Regions from separate parts of the Mus musculus genome. Here regions 1, 2, 3, 5, 6 and 7 are each linked to region 4. Evidence: chromatin contacts called from public Hi-C, HiChIP or PLAC-seq and promoter capture Hi-C data. All regions are on one chromosome and are shown on one strand. The core of a region is the stretch at or near the end of the contact, and the rest is flanking DNA. Distances in the headings are between cores, read along the strand shown.

The links. Promoter capture Hi-C pulls out the DNA fragments that hold promoters and counts their contacts. A called contact is a pair of places that touch in the nucleus more often than the background predicts. HiChIP or PLAC-seq counts read pairs in DNA pulled down with a chosen protein or histone mark.
Region 1: a promoter capture Hi-C map of liver shows a contact between it and region 4, with 2.4 times the contacts expected there. The contact joins the promoter of Nup214 here to the promoter of Asb6 in region 4. A contact is called at or near these places in 2 of 39 promoter capture datasets (both in liver), 1 of 484 Hi-C or Micro-C datasets (neutrophils) and 1 of 115 datasets of contacts at active chromatin or transcription factors (regulatory T cells).
Region 2: an H3K27ac HiChIP or PLAC-seq map of embryonic stem cells shows a contact between it and region 4, with 5 times the contacts expected there. The contact joins the promoter of Aif1l here to the promoter of Asb6 in region 4. A contact is called at or near these places in 1 of 39 promoter capture datasets (liver) and 1 of 115 datasets of contacts at active chromatin or transcription factors (embryonic stem cells).
Region 3: a contact with region 4 is called in a promoter capture Hi-C map of liver, with 4 times the contacts expected there. The contact joins the promoter of Plpp7 here to the promoter of Asb6 in region 4. A contact is called at or near these places in 2 of 39 promoter capture datasets (both in liver).
Region 5: a FOXA1 HiChIP or PLAC-seq map of pancreatic cancer cells shows a contact between it and region 4. The contact joins the promoter of Setx here to the promoter of Asb6 in region 4. A contact is called at or near these places in 2 of 39 promoter capture datasets (liver and pre-B cells), 1 of 115 datasets of contacts at active chromatin or transcription factors (pancreatic cancer cells) and 2 of 9 other capture datasets (liver and pancreatic islet).
Region 6: a Hi-C map of B cells shows a contact between it and region 4, with 7 read pairs. The contact joins the promoter of Med27 here to the promoter of Asb6 in region 4. A contact is called at or near these places in 2 of 39 promoter capture datasets (liver and pre-B cells) and 1 of 484 Hi-C or Micro-C datasets (B cells).
Region 7: a Hi-C map of CD4 T cells shows a contact between it and region 4, with 6 times the contacts expected there. The contact joins the promoter of Ptrh1 here to the promoter of Asb6 in region 4. A contact is called at or near these places in 1 of 39 promoter capture datasets (liver) and 1 of 484 Hi-C or Micro-C datasets (CD4 T cells).

What each region holds. Positions count from the first base shown.
Region 1 is chr2:31,973,158-31,975,873 of GRCm38.p6, reverse strand. It overlaps Nup214 (nucleoporin 214), which reads right to left and starts at 1,424. Exons shown (of 36, transcript NM_172268.2): 1 at 1,266-1,424. The coding sequence starts at 1,310. It overlaps Aif1l (allograft inflammatory factor 1-like), which reads right to left. Exons shown (of 6, transcript NM_145144.1): 6 at 2,432-2,716.
Region 2 is chr2:31,949,030-31,951,729 of GRCm38.p6, reverse strand. Aif1l (allograft inflammatory factor 1-like) reads right to left here and starts at 1,427. Exons shown (of 6, transcript NM_145144.1): 1 at 1,349-1,427; 2 at 1,140-1,201. The coding sequence starts at 1,379. It overlaps Lamc3 (laminin gamma 3), which reads right to left. Exons shown (of 28, transcript NM_011836.4): 28 at 2,647-2,700.
Region 3 is chr2:32,094,189-32,096,888 of GRCm38.p6, reverse strand. Plpp7 (phospholipid phosphatase 7 (inactive)) reads right to left here and starts at 1,361. Exons shown (of 2, transcript NM_145521.4): 1 at 627-1,361. The coding sequence starts at 1,077.
Region 4 is chr2:30,826,863-30,829,562 of GRCm38.p6, reverse strand. It overlaps Asb6 (ankyrin repeat and SOCS box-containing 6), which reads left to right and starts at 1,263. Exons shown (of 6, transcript NM_133346.2): 1 at 1,263-1,489; 2 at 2,465-2,640. The coding sequence starts at 1,377.
Region 5 is chr2:29,123,681-29,126,380 of GRCm38.p6, reverse strand. Setx (senataxin) reads right to left here and starts at 1,389. Exons shown (of 26, transcript NM_198033.2): 1 at 832-1,389; 2 at 418-529.
Region 6 is chr2:29,345,434-29,348,133 of GRCm38.p6, reverse strand. It overlaps Med27 (mediator complex subunit 27), which reads right to left and starts at 1,324. Exons shown (of 8, transcript NM_026896.5): 1 at 1,087-1,324. The coding sequence starts at 1,289.
Region 7 is chr2:32,774,506-32,777,205 of GRCm38.p6, reverse strand. Ptrh1 (peptidyl-tRNA hydrolase 1 homolog) reads right to left here and starts at 1,385. Exons shown (of 5, transcript NM_178595.3): 1 at 1,311-1,385; 2 at 683-902; 3 at 400-499; 4 at 178-223; 5 at 1-84. The coding sequence starts at 1,376. It overlaps Ttc16 (tetratricopeptide repeat domain 16), which reads left to right and starts at 1,573. Exons shown (of 15, transcript NM_177384.3): 1 at 1,573-1,875; 2 at 2,111-2,158; 3 at 2,649-2,700. The coding sequence starts at 1,858.

The sequences.
Region 1 (2,716 bases), core at 175-2,674, 1.1 Mb before region 4:
TTGGACTCAGGAGCTCTGGAAGAGCAGTACTCTTAATCCCAGTTGAATACGGTGGGTAAAAGTTCACACAAATTTCCCCATGAGGCCACACTGGCCATTCATAAAGAAACAAATCATCTATCTTTTTTGATATTATCATCCTAATAGTCATGACTGTACCACTGGGGCTTGGTGGCTTTTTTTGTGGTGGGCCAGTGTGATGAAGCAACACAAAAGAAACAAAACAAAACAAAACAAAACAAACACAACAGACAAACCCAAAACCCAAACCTCTCCTTTCTGCTTTTGGCAGGAATTAAAATACTGCTATTAGCCCTGTGGTTCTAAATTCTCTACCCGAACATATCTGAGGAACATGAAGCTTGCCCATTACCGGGCTCAGCACATGTGCTGACTCAAGGAAGAGCCACTGTTTCTAAGCATGATATGGAGCACTCGACCCATGTGCATTTTAGCGACTCACCGGTCACACAAATGGCTAACACCTTCCTGCAACTCACTCATTTCCAACTGTCTACGGTCCCCTGCCTTTCCATTCTGTCAGAGTATATAAGCCAACTATTAACACAGTATCCAGAAGTTGTAGCATGGGGATCACTTAGGGTTCGCTTGCTTTTCCTTTAGTCTCATGAGTTCAAGCTGATTTCCAGTGCCAAACTTGACTTCCTGTTCCTACTAACTAGGGGTTTTGAAGGCAGATAGTGTTTCTTGGCTCCACTTTAGGTAGTTTGGACCACCCTCAAGTATAGAGAGCTAATAAGAACTGAGCGTCTAAGCCAACTGTGGTAATGCACACCAATAATCCCACCACTTGGGAGGTGGAGGCAGAGACAAGAGCCCAAGACCAGAAGCCACCTTGAGCTACAAGAGACCATGCCTAAATCGTAAGAGAGATGTAAGGCTTTTGCCACGTGACTTTGGATCATTTGCTTTCAAGGCTTCAATGCGCTCCTCTTTCTAAGCTGGTCGTAAGGGCTGCAGCGACGGTGGCGACAGTACGTCTCACTCAATAAACAAGAATCGCTGTCACCAGTAAGGCGACCAGCCCATCAGAGTACCTGGGGTAACTCAGAAGGCGTGGACAAACCCACGCAAGGACAGGTACCTGCACTTGCAGGGAACTCAGGCCCGCGACACGCAGAGCTGCGGACGCTCTGTGGGGCGAGCGATCGCGACCCTGCGAACTGCAGGAGCAGCCGGCAGAGGCGAGGCTCCAAGGCAACTCCAGGACTACGCAGGCGGGGAGGCCCCGGCCAGGCTCTAACCTTCATCTCCCGCTCAGGGATCATGGCATCCATCTCGTCTCCCATCGTGCCGCCTTCAGGGTGTTCAAGTAGCTGCTGCTGGCGCTGCCGCTGCCACCCGCGGCCTTTCAAACACAGCTCAGGCCGCTCAGGCCTCAACTTCCTTCCCTCAGCGCCCGCGGCGCGTGGTAGATGCGCGTTTCCGGCGCGCGTGACTGACGTCACCCAGGCCGGTTTTTAGTGTGCTCGGAGGCAGTCGAGGGCTGCTCGGAAGTCGCGCGCTTGCCAATCCACAAGGCCCCATTGGCCGGTTCCGCGCAGTGGGTGTGGCCATGAGGCGCGGGCCGGAGTCCGCCTTCCTTTGGATGCTGCGTGCGCAGCCTCGCTATTTAATTTTCTTCCTTAGAGAGAGGCACGCTCGGCCTTCCTGAGACTCTCGATGCTTCCCGGTAGCACTTACCTGCAGGGCTCTTAGAAGCTTCCGACTTAGAGAAGTTAGGAACTTTTTTGCTGGGAAGAGCGGACAGAGAGGTTCGGTTAGCGGGTGGACTGCACTGTGTGCCGGTGCAGAACCCTTTTAAAAACGGAGAGGAAAAGGGACAAAAGATCGGTTTTGTTTACTGTTTTCAAGGCAATCGTTTCAGATCATAAGCCATATCCACTTCACATCGCAAATGGTGCGCGGCTATCATCTCAGCTTTTGGGGATTAGAGGGTCAGGAATTCAAGGTCTTCCTAGGCTACATAGCAATCTCTAGATATCCTGAGTTACATGGGACCCTGTCTGGAAAAAAATATGTAATAAGAGAATTCCACACAAAGCAGTTAAATTATCCAATAGCTTTCAGCCAGGAAGGGTTAAGATTCAGATCTGCGTATACTGACTGATGTTGAAGACATTTCTGGAGTAGAATTATAAAAGAGGTTCCTAACTTGGAGCTGGTGGGTCAGCTCCAGAGGGCACATTCTGTCAGATGCAGTCTCTCAACAAGTTGCATGTGTGCAAGCCTCTATTCATTGTAAAATGCTAACAGTAGACCTGGGTCTTGGGCTTAATCAGATGACGTCAACTGTCTGTCTGGGACATGGGAGACCCAGGACACACTCATTTACTTGGTACCTGTTGTCAGCTAGCTCTTCTGAATTTACTGAGCCCAGAGCTGTCCCCAAGAAACACAAAGACACTGATAAATTGCTCTAGTTTATTTCAGTCTGCAGGAGACCACATCCCATCCATACATACACACATGCACACAATAATGGCACTCACCCAAATCTACCTTACAAACATCTTTTGAGTCACAGGGCAAAGCCATACTTGGCAATCCCCAAACTGCTGGTTACACCAGTTACATTTGGTCTTTTTCAGAAATAAGGCAGCCGATGTCCCAAGAAAGCTAAGCCCTTAACTAGAGAGGTTAAAAACCCTGGAACCAACAGACACAACTTGAAATATATGCCAACTCCTCCATT
Region 2 (2,700 bases), core at 178-2,677, 1.1 Mb before region 4:
CTGGTGGACGGGAAGAGACACCTATCTGGGTCTAGACAGTCCATGGAAATAAAGGAATTAGGTCGAAACACTTCAACAGGACCACAGCCCTGGCATCTCCAACGACCTCCAGTTACCTCTAGTGTGCTAACCCTACCAGCTAGCTCCTCGACAGGGGCCTGGAGTTTGTCACTCTGGGTGTCCAGGGACCAAAGGGGCAAATAAGAAGAAATGCCTCCCCTTATATCAATTGGCATACCTCAGCCCCAATGTACTAATAACTCTAGGGTAGAGTGTCTAGCATGGAGAAAATCTTAAGTTCAGTCTCCACTGTAGAGGAAAAGAGAGAGAGAGAAAGAGAGAGAGAGAGAGAGAGAGAGAGAGAGAGAGAGAGAGAGAGAGAGAGAAACTAACTTCGCGGGCTGTCTCCCTAGCGCTGGACCCCAGAAGATGTAGGCTCCTTACTTTCCTGAGCCCACAAAGTGACCCTGCAGGAAGCGAGAAGCTCTTACTGAGACACCAGTCACATCTGAACACAGATCCTGGGAACCCTAAAGCCTCAGGCTGTGCCACCTCTGTGCTTTGCCAATCCAGGAGGCCCTGACACCGTTTCTTATCTCCTGGGATCTACACGCTCAGTAGCAAACGTACGGAGCTGCTATTGTGTCTCTGGCAGCAGCGGAAGGATTTCTTTCTAGAACTTCCCCAGGACCAGGACCAGCATAGAAGAAAAAAACAGTCCCTTGGGCAACTTTTCTAAAAGCTGGTGCAAAGAGCTGTGTGTTAGAGTTGGAGGTGGGAGGCAACAAGGAAATGCCAGCATTAGCCAGCTCCTAGTGTTAAGTTCTGCGGGTCTATGGAGACAGCACTGGCCCTGGGGTCTCTCCTGGCGCCAAACCCCTTAGGTGGTCCCCAGCCGGCTCCCTCACCCGCCCCACCTCCCTGGTCGAGAGTTACAACTTGCAACTGGAGACGCCAGGCAGAGAACTAAGGGGTGGAATGGACTTACCTGGAGTTGGAGGCCACACAGCAGGGGCCAGGGATGCAATTGCAGAAGGCCAGGGGTAGGGGAGGAAGGGGCTGATTTTGTCTGGGGGGAAGGGGTGGCACAGTGCGGCACATGGGACCCACACGCTGTCCCACACAGTGACGCGGCTTACCCGATTGATCTCCTCGAGCCTCTTCTCCTGCCGGGCTTTGAGCAAACCGAACGCCTTCCCTCCTGCGGGAGACAAAGAGTCGGCGGGGAAGCTAGGGTACCAACCGGGCCACGCGCCCCCTCCGAGTTCCCGCGCGCGCCGCACAGCGCACACAGGTGGCGACCCAGGGACGTCCGGCGCGGGATAGCGCGGGGACAGCAGGCGCCTACCTTGGAACCTGTTGCTGAGTGCGACCGACATGGTATGAGCCCGACTCCGGACAAGGCCAGGGACAACAGGGAGGAAAAGTCGTCTGGTCCAGACCTTCGGCAGCGTGTGGCGACGGGACCCAGGGGCGGAGGGACCTCGCGGCCGGACACACCCCGCCCCTCCGGCGGCCCGCCTCCTGCCCCCCTCCCCGCTGCCGCGCGCACCCGGGGCATCAAAGCCCGCTGTTTAGCCGGACGCTTAGCCCGCCGCCGCCCCTCTGCTGGAGGACGCGGAAAATGCAAGATGGGAACGCCCTCTTTCCCCATCACCAGAAGAGACAATATCACATCTCACTAAGAACTTTGCAGAGCTGGTTGTGAAGATCAAGTGCCAATAGAGGCTGTCACCTCACTGTCACCTTTGCCCGGCAGTGCCACGATAACACCGATATTTTAGATAAATACGTGTGTTGGTGCAAATACGGTGTACCTGACACTTGGTCTTTGTGTGTCATTTCCCCTAACTACAAAGTAGTACCGGTATGCCTACTAGATAGAAAAGTCTGGAAGCTGAAGCTGGGACACGAGTCCTCTAGGGTGGTAAAGAAGCAGCCTGTGACTTGAGGAGAAGCCAGGGTGGGCATGCAAGAACTAGGAACTTGTAAAGAAAGAGATCATGAATTCCAGTGTCCAACCTGAACAGACTAGAGACCCTTTCTAGAGACAGGGTCTCCCTCCATTGTTACATTGTGGACACAGGCACAGATCAGGATTGCCCTAACCATGGGATCCAGGAATCCCTGTTCCCCTGACTTATTTCAAGTCTACACTCCTTAGATTGGGATCCTGGGACCAGCTGACTGTGGGGACGGGTAGCCAAGCTCACACAGGGGAGTCCAGTGGTCCAGATAGAATGCTATGGGGCTAATGGGAGGAAAGATGCTTGCGAGGCAGGGCTCCTGCTCTTAGGTTCCTCCCACTATGCATTCATTCATTCATCTGAAGCTGGGCACTTGACACAAGCTCCCTAAGCAGCAGAATAGGAGAAACAGGAGCAGGGACTGCACTGTAGAAGGTAGGCCCACAAGGGCTTGGGAGTTCAAAGCCTGCATGGTCGTGTTCCCTCTGAAAGCTCGGGCAGGAACTGGACTCAGAACAGGGCCCTATTGCTCTGGTCACAGGCTGCCCATGGTCCCAGCTAGCTGGGTTAGCTGTTGTTGTGTGACCAACTTTTCCTGAGGAGATACAACACACACGTTTACTCACCCCAGTTTAGGAACCCACGAGAGATCCAATTACAGATATCACCCAAGTCCAGCTTGGTGACCCAGTAAGCTTTATTAGGGTTATTTACAAGAATATGGGTGAAGAGT
Region 3 (2,700 bases), core at 112-2,611, 1.3 Mb before region 4:
TGGCAACTGGAACCTGGCAGTGTTGGTTTGGAGGGCTAGTGGCAATGACTTTGGCAAAGGAAACTGACAACCAGGCTCCTTTCTCCAAAGGCATCCCAGGGGGAGGAGCGGGCTAGTGCTCCAAGTGGCTCAGAGTGGGTAATAGGAAACCTTAGGTGGGTCCCTTGAACCTTTAGACTCTAGAAGAATCCTAGGCAATTTGTAGGGTCTCTAGCTGAGCATGAAAGAGGGGAAAATTTGGGGTCAGTTCAGTAGTGTCTGTAACTGGTTAGGAATAACAACCTGACCAAGACATCACACTAGGCCACTCAGCAGAGCCCCCAAATTCACCCCTTGACCTCTTTGTACTCTGCCCCTGGACAGCACCCCTGTACAGAGAATTGATTCCCAGAGGTGCCTGCTGGCCTCTGCATGCTCCAGCCCTCCGCTCCCCCCCCCCAATTTGCAGGGGGCCCTTGCCTCCCCACACTAGAGGCTTGTCCATTTCTGGGGCACCCTTTCTGCCTAGCCTCATTACACGAGTTCCTTGGTTTCTCACAGAGCCTGATGATCCTGGAAGGGGTTGGGCCGGCTCCCAGAAGGCCTGGCGGGCCGGGTGACAGACAGATGGCCGCGGGCACACTCACCTAGCAGCAGGTTCATGAGCACCTCTTGGCCAGCCAGGGTGCTGCTTCTCACCAGGCAGAGGATGGTGCCCCCGATCCAAGGAATGCCGTGGCCTGTGATGCCAATGAGCTTGACCATGGAGCGGGCGCTGGCCCAGGATGCAGCCCGGCCGGCACACACCCCCAGTCGCTTGGACATGCAGATGTCAATAGCCAGCAGGGAGTTGAAGGCGATGCCCTTGAATGAGGGGTTCAGCTGCATGCAGTCCTCCTCGGGCAGCTGCTGTGACTGGCGACGCTCCCGTGCCCCGTCGCTGGAGGGTGGGGGTTGTGTTGAGGGCCCCGAGGCCTTCCTACCTGAGCTTCTGGGCTCCTGGGTCCCCTTGGGGGGCTGGTTCAGGGACAGGAACTCAGCCCGGTTGAGGACATTGTTGCGATCCCTGGCACGGGCCCGGCTCTGGGAAGCTGGCATGGTGACCTCACTTACTATGAGAAGGCCAGTCCCAGCCCAGTTCCAAGGGCCTTCTCCCAGAAGACAGGAGCCACCACCTTCTCTGTAGCAGCTGTTAAATATAGAGAGGAGACTTGCACATGGCTATTTACCTCCAGCTGCCACCCGGCTCCGTTGGGGACGTCAATGACAGCTGGGCAGTCAATAGAGCCCACCCTTACAGGGCCAGCGCCAATAGAGCCACGGACAGGCAGATGAATCCACAGCTGAGGCCTGGCTGCCTCGGGCCTGGGCTATTTAAATCTGCCAATGGCTGGTCCTTGGGCTCTGAAGAACTCTGGGAAATGTAGTCCATTGTTCTTGATTCACCCTTTGCTTCCCGTTCTGGTCTCTGGCCCTAGCAGAGATGGACTCTAAATTAACACCTGCTTTTCCCAGCTACACTTTGACCAGCTTTGACCAGGGCAGATCCTTCATAGCCAGGTCCTCTTGTTCCCCTGGCTGGGCAGTGGGTACTTTAATCCCAGGGACTGTAGGGGAATTTTGATGTCACTGAGAGCACTCTATGTTGGGTCTCTAGGGCTAAGTCAACTATCCCCTTTCTTCTTTCCTCCTCCTCCTTCTTCTTCTTTCTTCTTCTTTCTTCTTCTTCTTCTTCTTCTTCTTCTTCTTCTTCTTCTTCTTCTTCTTCTTCTTCTTCTTCTTCTTCTTCTCTCCTCCTCCTCCCTCTTCTCCCTCTCCTCCCTCTCCTCCCTCTCCTCCCTCTCCTCCCTCTCCTCCCTCTCCTCCCTCTCCCCTCTCCCTCTCCTCCCTCTCCCTCTCCCTCACCCTTCTCTCCCCTCTCCCTCACCCTTCTCTCCCCTCTCCCTCTCTTTCTTCCTTCTTCCTTCTTCTCCTCCTCCTTTTTTAAAAATACAGTGTTGATTTTGCTGTTGTAAACTGTGGTGCATTTAAATGGTTGTTGTGAAACTGGCCTTCTGTTAGACAGATGGGTAATTAACTGGGAAGAGATCTGCCTCTTGGAGATTGACAGAAGTGACTGCCCGGGGCTCATCACATCGGGATTATGATTTGTCCGTCTGTCCCGCTCAGTCCAAGACCCAGAGTTTATGCACAAAGACCACCCCAGAGCGTCTTAAGGACAAGAAGCCAACTCAGGTTCTGTTGTCTCCAGCCACAGCAGATAGGCCTGCAGGCTCCAGAGTCAGAGCCTCTCACATCAGCTCATATCAGCTGGAAGGCTTCGCTCAGCCTGCCTCTTTCCCGAACCTTAGGGTTTCTAACTGTAACACAGGCATCATAGTGCCCACTTCTTACAGTTGTGCAAGGCACTCAAATAGAAGTTTGTAAAACGCTGAGTAATTGTTCTGCTCACAGTGCTCTGTGGGACTCCATGTGATATGGAACAAAGTCCTTGTTCGTTCAAAAGGACCCAGCCCATGGCCTGCCTTTGTCCCCATTCTTGGCTGAGGTGAGGCCAGTATCCAAGAGCCCTTAATGTGGGGTTCCTTGCAAATCCCAGTTGCATACAGCTGAGACAGATGAAGTAGGGACCACCCTATGTCTCCTCTCTTAGTGTTTAATTCAGACCAAGCTTGGACTGGGAGAGCCCAGACCACATCATATCTTCCCTCCTGGGTGTGG
Region 4 (2,700 bases), core at 14-2,513:
CATATGTGCATCACTTTTGTGCCTGTGCCCACAGCGTCCAGAAGAGGGCACCAGATCCCCTTGGCCTAGAGTTATGGGTGGCTGTGAGCCACTATGAGGGTGTTGGGAGCTGAACCTGGGCTGATCAAGATCTCTCCAGTAACCTGCCACCCTCCACCCGACTCCTCCCCCCTCTTGGAGATAGAGCCTCACTATGTAGTCCTGGCAGGCTAAGAACAGAACCTAGGTCCTTTGCAAGAGCAGCCAGTATTCCTAATTGCTGAGCCATCTCTCCAGCCCCTGTACAGATTTTTTCCCCATTATTCCCTTAACAACCCAATAAACAATGACCAACCTGGTGTTTACTCTGTTGGGTGCAGAGTCCCATAGAGCTGAAATAGGTCATGAGAGGAGCTGTGTACCCATTCTGTGTAAGATCCTTGGCCACTGGGTTTGGTGTCCTGGGCTATCCTGGAACCAAGCCTAGCATCCCAACACTTGAGAAGTGGAGGCAGGAAGGCTCTTGGTTAAAACAAAGAAGAAATTTTGTTCCAAGCCAGTAACTCTATGGCAGATGGCAGGTGCCAAGCAGAGAGAACACAAGCCCCCATAAGGGATTGGAGCTACACCTATGATGGTGCAGCCTCAGGACCATTGACACCTCCCCATAACTGACCTTTTTAGAGTCATCAGGGCCTTGCCGCAGGACTCAAAGTTGCAGCCACTCAAATTTGCGTAGGGGGACGCTACCTGGTACAGTCCTTTCTGCTATGTCAAAGCTTCCTCCTGCTCAGGGTCTAGGCAAGTGATATTATGCCAATTTTCCAGATCAGGACATGAAGGTTCACAGAGTCCCTCCAGTGAAAAGTGGGAAAAGTGGGCAGCCTGTTTGGCTAGGCGTCAAGGGACAGAGAATAAGGAACTGCCCCCAGCGTCTGTGGGGAAGAGTTGGGGTGCAAGATCCTCATTACGCCACTTGGTCTACACAGTGGAGAAACTGAGGTGGTTGCAGCCTTTCCTTAGAGAGTGGCCAAAGTCAAGTAGGCTGCAGAAAGTAGTGTTCAGGCTCCGAATAGGGCCTGTGTCACCTCGGATTGGAGCCAGTCAGTAGCGGGGCCGCATGCCCCGTCGGAGCTCAGACGCCCTTCAGCGGCCTCGCGGGGAATTTCAGTGCGGGGCGGAGCCGGACAGTGATGATCGCCGCGAGGTCCTCCCCGGCGGCAGGGGGCAGTGTGACTCACATGCTCCCTCAAAGGCCCGCACGGACCGGAAGTAGGAGTGGTAGGATAACTTCCGGTGCGGAACTGGGGCCTGGGAGGATTGCTCACCGGCGCGGGGTCTGAACCGGTAGATCGGGAGGTGGTGGCCTGTGGGTGTCGGAACACGCGGCCGACGCCATGCCGTTCTTGCACGGCTTCCGCAGGATCATCTTTGAGTACCAGCCCCTAGTGGACGCCATCCTTGGCGCCCTGGGCATCCAGGATCTGGAGCGGCAGGAGCCCCTGGATGAGTAAGTCGCTGCGGTCCTCTGTGGTTGTCGCAGCGGGAGTGGGAGCTGCGTGGCCGCGAGCTCGAGCTCCAGCCTGAGGCGGGCTCGGAGTGTCTTGTAGGGCAGAAGACCCGGGCCTCTGCTGCCTGTGCATGGATGCTGGAGACGTCCTGGCTGGGGCCGACCGGACTTTCGGCAGACAGCAGGCCTCTCCGAGAGCCTCTGGGGAAGCAAGCCGGTGTGGTCCGTGTGCCCTGTGCAGACCTCCTTGGGTACTCGGAGCGCTACGCCTTCGGAGTGCTTGTGCTACAGAGACAAGCGAGCACCCAGACCGGCATCGCGGTCTGAGATGCAGAGTAGGGTGGGGCAGAGGAGCTAGCAGTCTCACCAAGGATGTCTTTTCTAAACCACATCAGCCCTTTCCTCTGCGGCCTACTCTGTAAATGCAGTGCCAGGCGTTTTTAAGAACTCGGAGGCGGGGCCGCAGGGCTGCACAACAAGGCGCTACTGCCCTCCTTTGGCGGAGCCCAGCATATTTAGGAGGGCTGCCCCAGATAAGCGTTTTGTGTCCGGGCGTTGGTCAGATCTTAGGGCCCACCTGTTGCAAGAGGTCTGGTGGGTGAGATTAGGGCGAAGAGCAAGTAAGGCGCGTCGTGGCCAGGTGACTCTGAAGGTGGTGTTTGGGCCGTTGTCAGAGCTGGGGTAACATATGGAACAGCGTCCAGGCCCAAGATGCACTTAGTAGGTAGTTTTGTCTAGGAAGGGTGAGAGCTTTAGGGCTACCCTCAAGGTGGTGTGAGAGAAGATGGGGCAGAGCCAGCACTTTGACAGCATGCTGAAGGATGGCTTTGAAATCACTTAATGCTTTTGACCAAGAAAGAGTTGTGCCCCACAGAGCATGCGCAGCTTGTGTGGATGCTTGTGAAAGGGCACACAGGCTAGGGCCACTGGCCCCCGTGAGTTCCCACTTTCTCTGTTCTGCCTCTTGGTGCACAGTTCTGCTTCCAGCGAGGAGAGCCGGATCCTGGTCCTCACGGAGCTGCTGGAGCAGAAGGCTCACTCTCCATTCTACCAGGAAGGCGTGAGCAATGCGTTGCTGAAGATGGCTGAGCTGGGCCTGACCCGGGCAGCTGCTGTCCTTCTGCAGAGTGGGGCCAACCTCAATTTCGAAGGTCAGCAGCATCCTGAGGATGGGGGTGGGGTGAGGAGGACTAGGCAGCCAGGCCCAGCCA
Region 5 (2,700 bases), core at 140-2,639, 1.7 Mb after region 4:
TAAAAAAATAAATATTTCACTAAGTGCTCCATTGAGAGTGCTGACACCAACTCCATCTCTAGAGCAGTAACCTCAGGATCACCTTGTCCCTCTCCTCTGCTGCATCTGAGTCTAGCACTCCTCCTTTCTTGAGTCTTCCTATTCTTTCATCATTTGCCCGAATTACTAAGTCTAATCTCTCTGCCTCACCTGACCTACCTCCAAAAATTCCTAACAAAATGCTGCCAGAGGTTACTGCACACATTAGACTTATTTTAAAAAAAAAATTAAAGATTTGTTTTATTTATATGAGTACAGTGTAGCTATCTTCAGACACACCAGAAGAGGGCATGTCAAGGTATGGATCTATGCCACATTTTTAACTCTAGTACTTATCAAATAACTAAAAAAGAAGTTATTGTTTAATAAGACAATTACCTTGACCAAGGTCCTACAGAGAAGTGATGCTCTTTGTGATTGCTGGGCTTATCTGTGAGATGTGGCTCTGCATTCAGACAGATTCACACTTTGGCCCCCAAAAAGAACATTTCTGAAATTAAAATAAAAACTGATAAAATGTCCCTTACATTATGCATCTCACCTGGGCCTTGTGTCATCTAATGAGTTACCTAGGTCAGGTTAGATCCACACACTACTGGGGGGAACGGCTTAACACTGATCCCCCCCCCCAACTTCCCTAGGGACTGTTCTCCTCCAGGGGCCAAATAGGCACTTGATCACATCCGCTGTGGGCGTACGGGAGGCTGTCCACACCGCAACGCCTGGTACGGCGGGGAGGGCGTCCGGGTGCCCATGCGGAAGCGACGCCAGGACAGAGGGTCGGATCCTTACCCGGGAGGCCTCCCTCGCCCCGAAGCTAAGGGTCCTCGCTGTACATCGTTGCCCAGGGCCGGCGGTGCTGATGCCAGAACAGCAGAGATCCGGGGGCGGGCCTCGCTTGCAGGAAACACCAAGCGCTGCCCGCCCTTGGTAGCAGCGGCAAGCCGCCGCTCTCACCAAACGCAGCTCTCCAGAAGGGTCACAGCAGGCGCCCGCTCCCGCAGGCCGCGCGCAAGTTCCCAACGGCAGTAAGCCGCGCGCCCCTCACCGCGCACGCGCTCTCCTCTCCTGCTCGTTCGCCCGCTCGCGGCTTGTCCGCGGCGCGTCTCACCCCGGCTAGGCCCGGCTGCAGCGCGCTAACCCACCTCCATGCCCCCCGCTAGAACAGCAGACGGAAGGGCAAGGCGACGCCCAACGCCCAACCCGCCGCTGCCGCGAGAGCGGACCCCGCCCTCAGCCCGCCCCCGCCAGAGCCGGCTTGTTGTGGTACACCAAGGGGGCGGACCATGGGGGCGGACGGGAGGTGGAAAGTGCAGCAGCGGGGAACAACCGGCCTGACCGCTGAGTGGCGTCACTTCCGGAACGAGGGGGGTAAGTCCGACCAATCAAGGACTCCCGTCCAAAGGAGCGGTAAATTAGCCGAGGAGCCTGTCCCCGCCCCTTTCCTCGTCCCGCCCCCTTTCTCACCCCGCCCCTTCCCCGACCCTCTTCGGGGAGATGCTTACCTGCTGGTTCCCTTTGGGCTCTTCCGCTCCCCAACGTCCGCGACGTCTGTCACGTTTCCGTCCGAAACCTAAACAATAAAATGTGTGCGTGATTCTGCAAGGGCGCCCCAAGTCGAGGGCTCTGCCCGTTTCCGACCCAGAACAGGCTCCGATAATGGAACACAGTCATGTCAGATTTCCCAAAGGACAGTTGGGTGGCCCAAAACCTCTCCTCCTCAAAAACGGAATTTAGGAAAAAAACAAATCACTTTACAAGCCCGGCAGCCTGTGGTCCCTGTACTCAGAAGGCTTAAAGCCAGCGCATCCAGGCCCAAAGGCCAGCCTCGTACAGAAAGCGATTTCGAGGCCTACATTACATTCACCAAAATTTTAAAATTAAAATAATTCTTTTTTTTAAAAAGGAAAGGGTGTGATGAGGTTTCAACTCCAGACCTGGAGGTCAGCGATTTGGAGGCCTAAATTAACCAAAAATTAAAAGTTAACATTCTTTCTTTTTCTTTTTTTTTTTTTCCTTTTTTTTTTTTTTTTAAAGGAAAGTGTGCAAGAAAGTAACTCAGGAGCACTCACCTGTCACACTGTAACACTGGGTTCCATTGCCAACGCCACAGAAAAGAACAAGGCTCTTAGAGGTGGCAGGTGGGTCAGAGACCTTCCTACCCTGGAGAACCTTAACGCAGAATGAGAAGCCAGCGCCTGAAGCACGAGGGTAAAGCTCTAAGGAACGTTCCAGAAAAGGGGGTGTGGTTTATAAGGCAGCAGATGACCGTTAGAGGGGCTTTAGCCAATCAGGAAGCGGCAGTTGAAGCTGACCGTTATTTTCTCCCCCCCCCCTTTTTTTTCATTTCGTCAAAGGTTTCTATCAAAATCAAAGTTGCAGAAAGTGGTTTCAAACTAGAAGCACTATATGTATGCATGGTTTTTAAAGTAACACATTTATGATAGTTTTTTTTTAAACAAGACTCTTGATAGCTAACTGAAATTTTCAGAAATGAGGGGAAATGATAGAAACTACCCGCAGTTCCTTGTCCCTGATGATACAGATCCTGGCAGAATTCGTAACCCAGATTTCAGACTTCAGCAATATACCATGCTTTATTCGTGAAAGGACATAAATGCTAAGTTACTCTTGAGTGTAAGAAACACAAGTCTGACGCTG
Region 6 (2,700 bases), core at 75-2,574, 1.5 Mb after region 4:
TTTCTGAGTTTGAGGCCAGCCTGGTCTACAGAGTGAGTTCCAGGACAGCCAGGGCTATACAGAGAAACCCTGTCTGGGGGGGGGGGGGAGACCTCAAGTCCTTCCATTCTAATTTCTAAGACAGGAAGAAAACACAAGTTCAGGCACAGAAGACATGCCTACTAAACTGTGTGTGGTGGCACACACCTTTAATCCCAGCAGATTAATCCAGAGAGGCAGAGGCAGGAGGATCTCTTGTGAGTTTGAGGCCATCCTGGTCTACAAATTGAATTCCAGGACAACCAAGACTGTTACCCTGAGAATCCCTGTCTCAAAATCCAAAGTGCCTTCTATGCATGGCATCTGAGTAATGTCTTCTCAGCAAACTCTTAATACACTAATGATGTAAAAGGAGTCCCGTGAGGGAAATATGTAATCCCCAATTATTAGGGGTTAACCTGCTCAAACATTCCTTTCCCGTTGTAGTGAACTGAGTCCTCTGAAACTGAACCTAAATAAATTCTTCCTCTTAAACATCCTAATAGATGTAAGACTGTATCTCTCGAGAAAAGAGCTAAACAAAAGGAATGATGGTGACTGGCAGTGAGGAGCAGGTGGCTTCGGAGGGGAAATGGAAAGAGGCAAAGGTAACGGAGGTAGTCTGAGAATGAGGTGAGGTGGAACTGATGAATTCTAGGCTCTGAGGATGGGAACTGGAGCTCATCGGATCGAGAGGTACGTAATTGGGCCTGGGACAGTGTTGATGGGGAGACTGGCCCGATGTGATGGAGCCCAAGGAAAAGGTCTGATAAGATCGACGAGGTGGAAGTTCCTGAGAAGAGGTTTCCTCATCAGATAGGACCACTACAGCGGGAACCGAGGACCACAGATGACAACCAGGACGAAATGGCCAACAGAATGAATACTAGGTAACGGGACGGGAGACAAGGAGTCCCTGAGAGGCTGACTAGGACCGGGAGATGAGCGAAAGTGACAGCGGACTGTGAATAAAGGAGAGAGGCCCGTGACTGGGCAGACTGGCGCGGGATCCGGGCGGGACAGGTGCCAGAAGGGTCCTCAACCCCGATCCTTTCAGCCAGTACCTACTTGAGGTCCCGGTTGACGGAATGCAAGTTGTCCTGGAAGTTCGCGATGAAGGCCTTCTCGCGGCCCTCCAGCGTCTCTTTGTTGCGCATGCCATCCTTAAGGCAGTCGAAGACCCTACTCACGCTAGAGCGTAGCGCCTGGATGGCGCTAATAGCCTGCGAAAAGGCCTCCAGGTTCACACCAACGCTCAGCACGTCCGCCATGTTGCAGCTGTCACAGCCGGCTTTCCAGAGTCCACAGCCTGAGCGGCGCGCGGCGCTTCGTGATGACGTTGTCCTAGGAGGGTATTGGGATGTGTAGTTTGCGACGTGGCTCCCATCCAGGAAGCTCTAGCGAACTTGGAAAAACAGCGCCAGTCTGACTGAATGAGAGAGTTGACCACAAGTTATGATCTCCATCTAGGGAAGTCATTTTGTCCTCTCCTTTTGCTTAATAGTGAATGACAAAGAAATGCAGAAGCCCACTGTGTATCTCCAAAATTTGAACAGTCACATAGGAATTTCTCAAAACAATAAAATGTCCCCAGAGTACATGAATGAGTCCATATTCATAAATAAAGGGGAAGAACTCTCTTACCTGTAGTAAAATGCCAACACATAAATGAAGGCAGAGTGATACAAGAAAACTGCCACTTGGCAGCCTAAATAATTGGTTAAGGTATGAATCAATTGATGTTTTTTCGAAACAGCAAGGTATTCTATATAGTTTCAAAACGTTTTTCTTTATGAAACTTAAAAGGAAATAGAAAACATTTGGGCTACATGAGGACCTGTGTCCAAAAAGTAAATTAACAATAATAATAATAATAGAAATTATGGTATGTGTCCAAAAGAATTGAAAGCAGTGTCTAAATGAGATGTTTGTACTTCCATATCCACCGCAACCTCATTCACTATAGTCAAGTGTGAAAGGAGCCAGATATCTACCAACGTATAAGCAAATAAGCAAAATGTGATTATATATGATACAAATTGATATATACTGTGACATCAAAATGGACAATATACCTTTCAAGTTAATGGAAGATCAAAACAGGGAAAATAGACCTTGCAGCTTAGGGGATCTGTTTGCAGTTAAGACAGTTAAGAATAAGTTCCTCTGTCCTGTGCAGGCTAAAGTTTCTGTTTGTAATTAAAGAATAAGTTCTATTTGCCTCATGTTAAGTCCTTGCAAGTTAGGGTTTTTATTTGTAATTAAGAATAAGTTCCTGGGACTAGAGAGATGGCTCAACGATTAAGAGCACTGACTGCTCTTTCAGAGGTCCTAAGTTCAATTCCCAGCAACCACATGGTGGCTCACAACCATCTGCAGTGGGATCAGATGCCCTCTTCTGGTGCATCTGAAGTCAGCTACAGTGTACTCACATACATAAAATAAAAATAAATCTTAAAAGAAAAAAAAAAGAATAAGTTCTTGTTCTTTTTGTTTGGTTTGTTTTTGTTTGGTTTTTCGAGACAGGGTTCCTCTGTGTAGCCCTGACTGCCCTGGAACTCACTCTGTAGACCAGGCTGGCCTTGAACTCAGAAATCCACCTGCCTCTGCCTCCCAAGTGCTGGGATTAAAGGCGTGTGCCACCACTGCCCTGCCAAGTTCTTGTTCTTTAGGTAAGCTGCA
Region 7 (2,700 bases), core at 136-2,635, 1.9 Mb before region 4:
CGGGGAGAAACAGCCCAGGACATGGTTCTCCACCATATTAGGGTGTGTGGGGCGCCCGATGCCCACCAGCAGCCTTGGCATTGCCTGTAGGGTCCCAGGGGAATGAGGATGCATTGGTGAGATACAATGTCAATGCTAGCCACCCCCACCCAGGGCAGGGCAGAAGGGTAGACTCACATTGGAGTTCAGACAGCTAATGCAGGAACGGACTCCATTATGGCCCCTTGAGGGGATATGAAGAGCAGTTAGTACTTTCTGAGGCAGTGCCCTTCCTCCATTCCCTTGCCCAGGCCTTCTTCAGAGCAGCCCAGCCTATCGAGATAGATAGTCTCAACAATCTTACTCCACTCCAACAGAGGCCAGCATCCCTACCCAAACCTACGCACATAAGAGCCTCACCTTGCGCTGCCCCCCAGCTTCAGAGCCAGCTTTCCCAACGGCTTGTCCAGTTCATCATGGACCAGATAGATCTCCTCCGCAGTCAGCCCAAACAGCTCCGCTTGGCACAGGGAAACAACACTCTAGTTACTGCATATCTGCTCAGAGGGGTCACAACAACCCCCATATGTAAACAGGCTTCCCCAAGCCTTCACTGTAGTAATTGGGGCTCACCAGGCACTTGTCACAATTGAACCCTCTCTCTGGTCCCTGTGCCCTCTTATCCATGAAACCTACAACTCACCAGCTCGGGCTACGCTGCGCCCGTTGACGTTCATGAGGCGCCGCGGCCGGAGCAGTACCAGCTGAGCATCCCCGAGCGGGGCCAGGGCGAGGTCAGCAGCACAGCGCGAGTCACGAGTCCAATTCTCCGCCACTCCCAGTCGCCTTGCTATTTGCCCCAGCACCGCCATGCCCACACTGTGCCGGGTGCCGGGCATTCCGTGGTTCCCCAGGCCAGCCACCTGTAGGCAACACTCACTCAGGACCCAAAACATTGACCAGGAAACAGAAGCGACAGTATTGGGAAGGAGCACTTAAGGGTCTGGGAACTCCTGGAGGCCCCACCAGCCAGAGGATGCCGCTCCCTGGTGCAAGAGCAAAACTAAAAGTTTGGAGCCAGTTAGTATTGCGCCTATTTGACTAAGTAGAAAAAGGGACAACTATCCCGAAAAGATGGTTCCGAAGGTAAGGTTGCTGCTAACCCTGACAACCTGGGTTCGATCCCCAGAACCCACATGGTGGAAAGAACCCTCTCCTAAGTTGCCCTCTGACAGCCACAGGGCACATGCATACAACGCATACACTTAAATGTAAGCGTAGCTGCGGAGCCAAGCCCCGCGTCCCTGTGTAGCCACCCACGCCCCACTCACCAGCCACCGCTTCCCGGGGAACCGAGCCTCGGAAACCTGCCGGCTCAAGGCCCAACTCCGCCGCATCCCTGGACTAAAAAGACCGGACTTCAACGTGCCGACTCCCATTCACAGCCAGGACCCCGCCCCTTGACGTCAGGCATCCCTAAGCCAATAGCATCACGACATGTCCAGCGACGCCCAATCCAGGCTGGGTTTGGCGTCCGCCATGTCTCTGCGGGGCGGAAGTGGGTGGATCGCGGGCCCGGGCGAGTGTCTGGGTGCATTCCTCCGCGACGCGTCACCCTGTATGGCTCAGCCTTTGCTCGGCCTTTGCTCGAGGGCTGGTACCTCGTTAAGTTTCTACCCTGGCCCGCGTCGGCGTGCACTGCCCATAGGTTCTTTCCTTGACTTAGGCCTTGGCTTGCCTTGCTGAGTTTCTAGTGACTCTCGGAGGCGGGGCCAAGTGGGCGGGGCCTATGGACATCGTGGACCTGGTGCCTAGCAACAACGGAGCTAGGGAACCTCAGAGTATGCTTAGCCCAGAAGTTAGCCTAGAAACCTGGCCATGACAGACAGAAGCAAGGTGAGGGCTGAGAAGGGGAAAGCTGAGGCAGAGGTCGGGGCCGCAAGAAGGGCTTGAGGAAGAGCCAGTCAAGCCCTTCAGGGGAACTGGGAGAGGTCAGAGGTCATCATTTGTAGTGTGGTAGGGGAGAAGGGTGACTGGCCTCCCAGTCCTAAGGGAGAGAGAGGGCAGAGAGATTTTTTGGGGGGGTTGTTGTTGTTTTAACGTTTTGGGGTTTTGTTTGTTTGTTTTATAGACTCAGAGAACTCCATCTGCCTCTAGCTCTAGAACGGGGTTATTAAAGGTATGCACTACCGTGCCCAGCCCAAGTGGAGAGATTTTGAGGAGTGAAACACAGAACTTGAGGACTGATGAGACATAGGTTCCCCGATTCTGGTGACTATGGGAAGGGTGATCACACAGAGGTGAGAAGCCCTGGGAAGAAGTCAGGTGAAGTGCTTGCTCAATGTGACCTGACGAGTGTGAGAATCCCAGGGCGGGAGTCACAAGGAACCTTGTGCAGCAGGGTCTGAAAACGATGAGCAGCTAGAGCACAAGGTGAGAGCAGACAAAGCCCAAGAGGAGAGCAGAGGGTGCAGTGGTTCCTTGACCTTGACCACAGGACAGGGAGAGAGGCAGGGCTAGAGAAATGTTGGAGCCCTGGGGGACTGTTGAACCCCAGACTAGGTGTGCCTTCTACCAGGAGGCCTCTTCACACCTCTTCCAGTAGGCAAAGCTCCTGGGGGAAGTGTTCCTGAGGCCTTCTGAGCTTACTGCCCCTGGCTTGGTTCCAGGAGCCTCACAGTGCCCGTTCCCAGAAAACTCCAAAGCTAAAGGTTCCTGAAG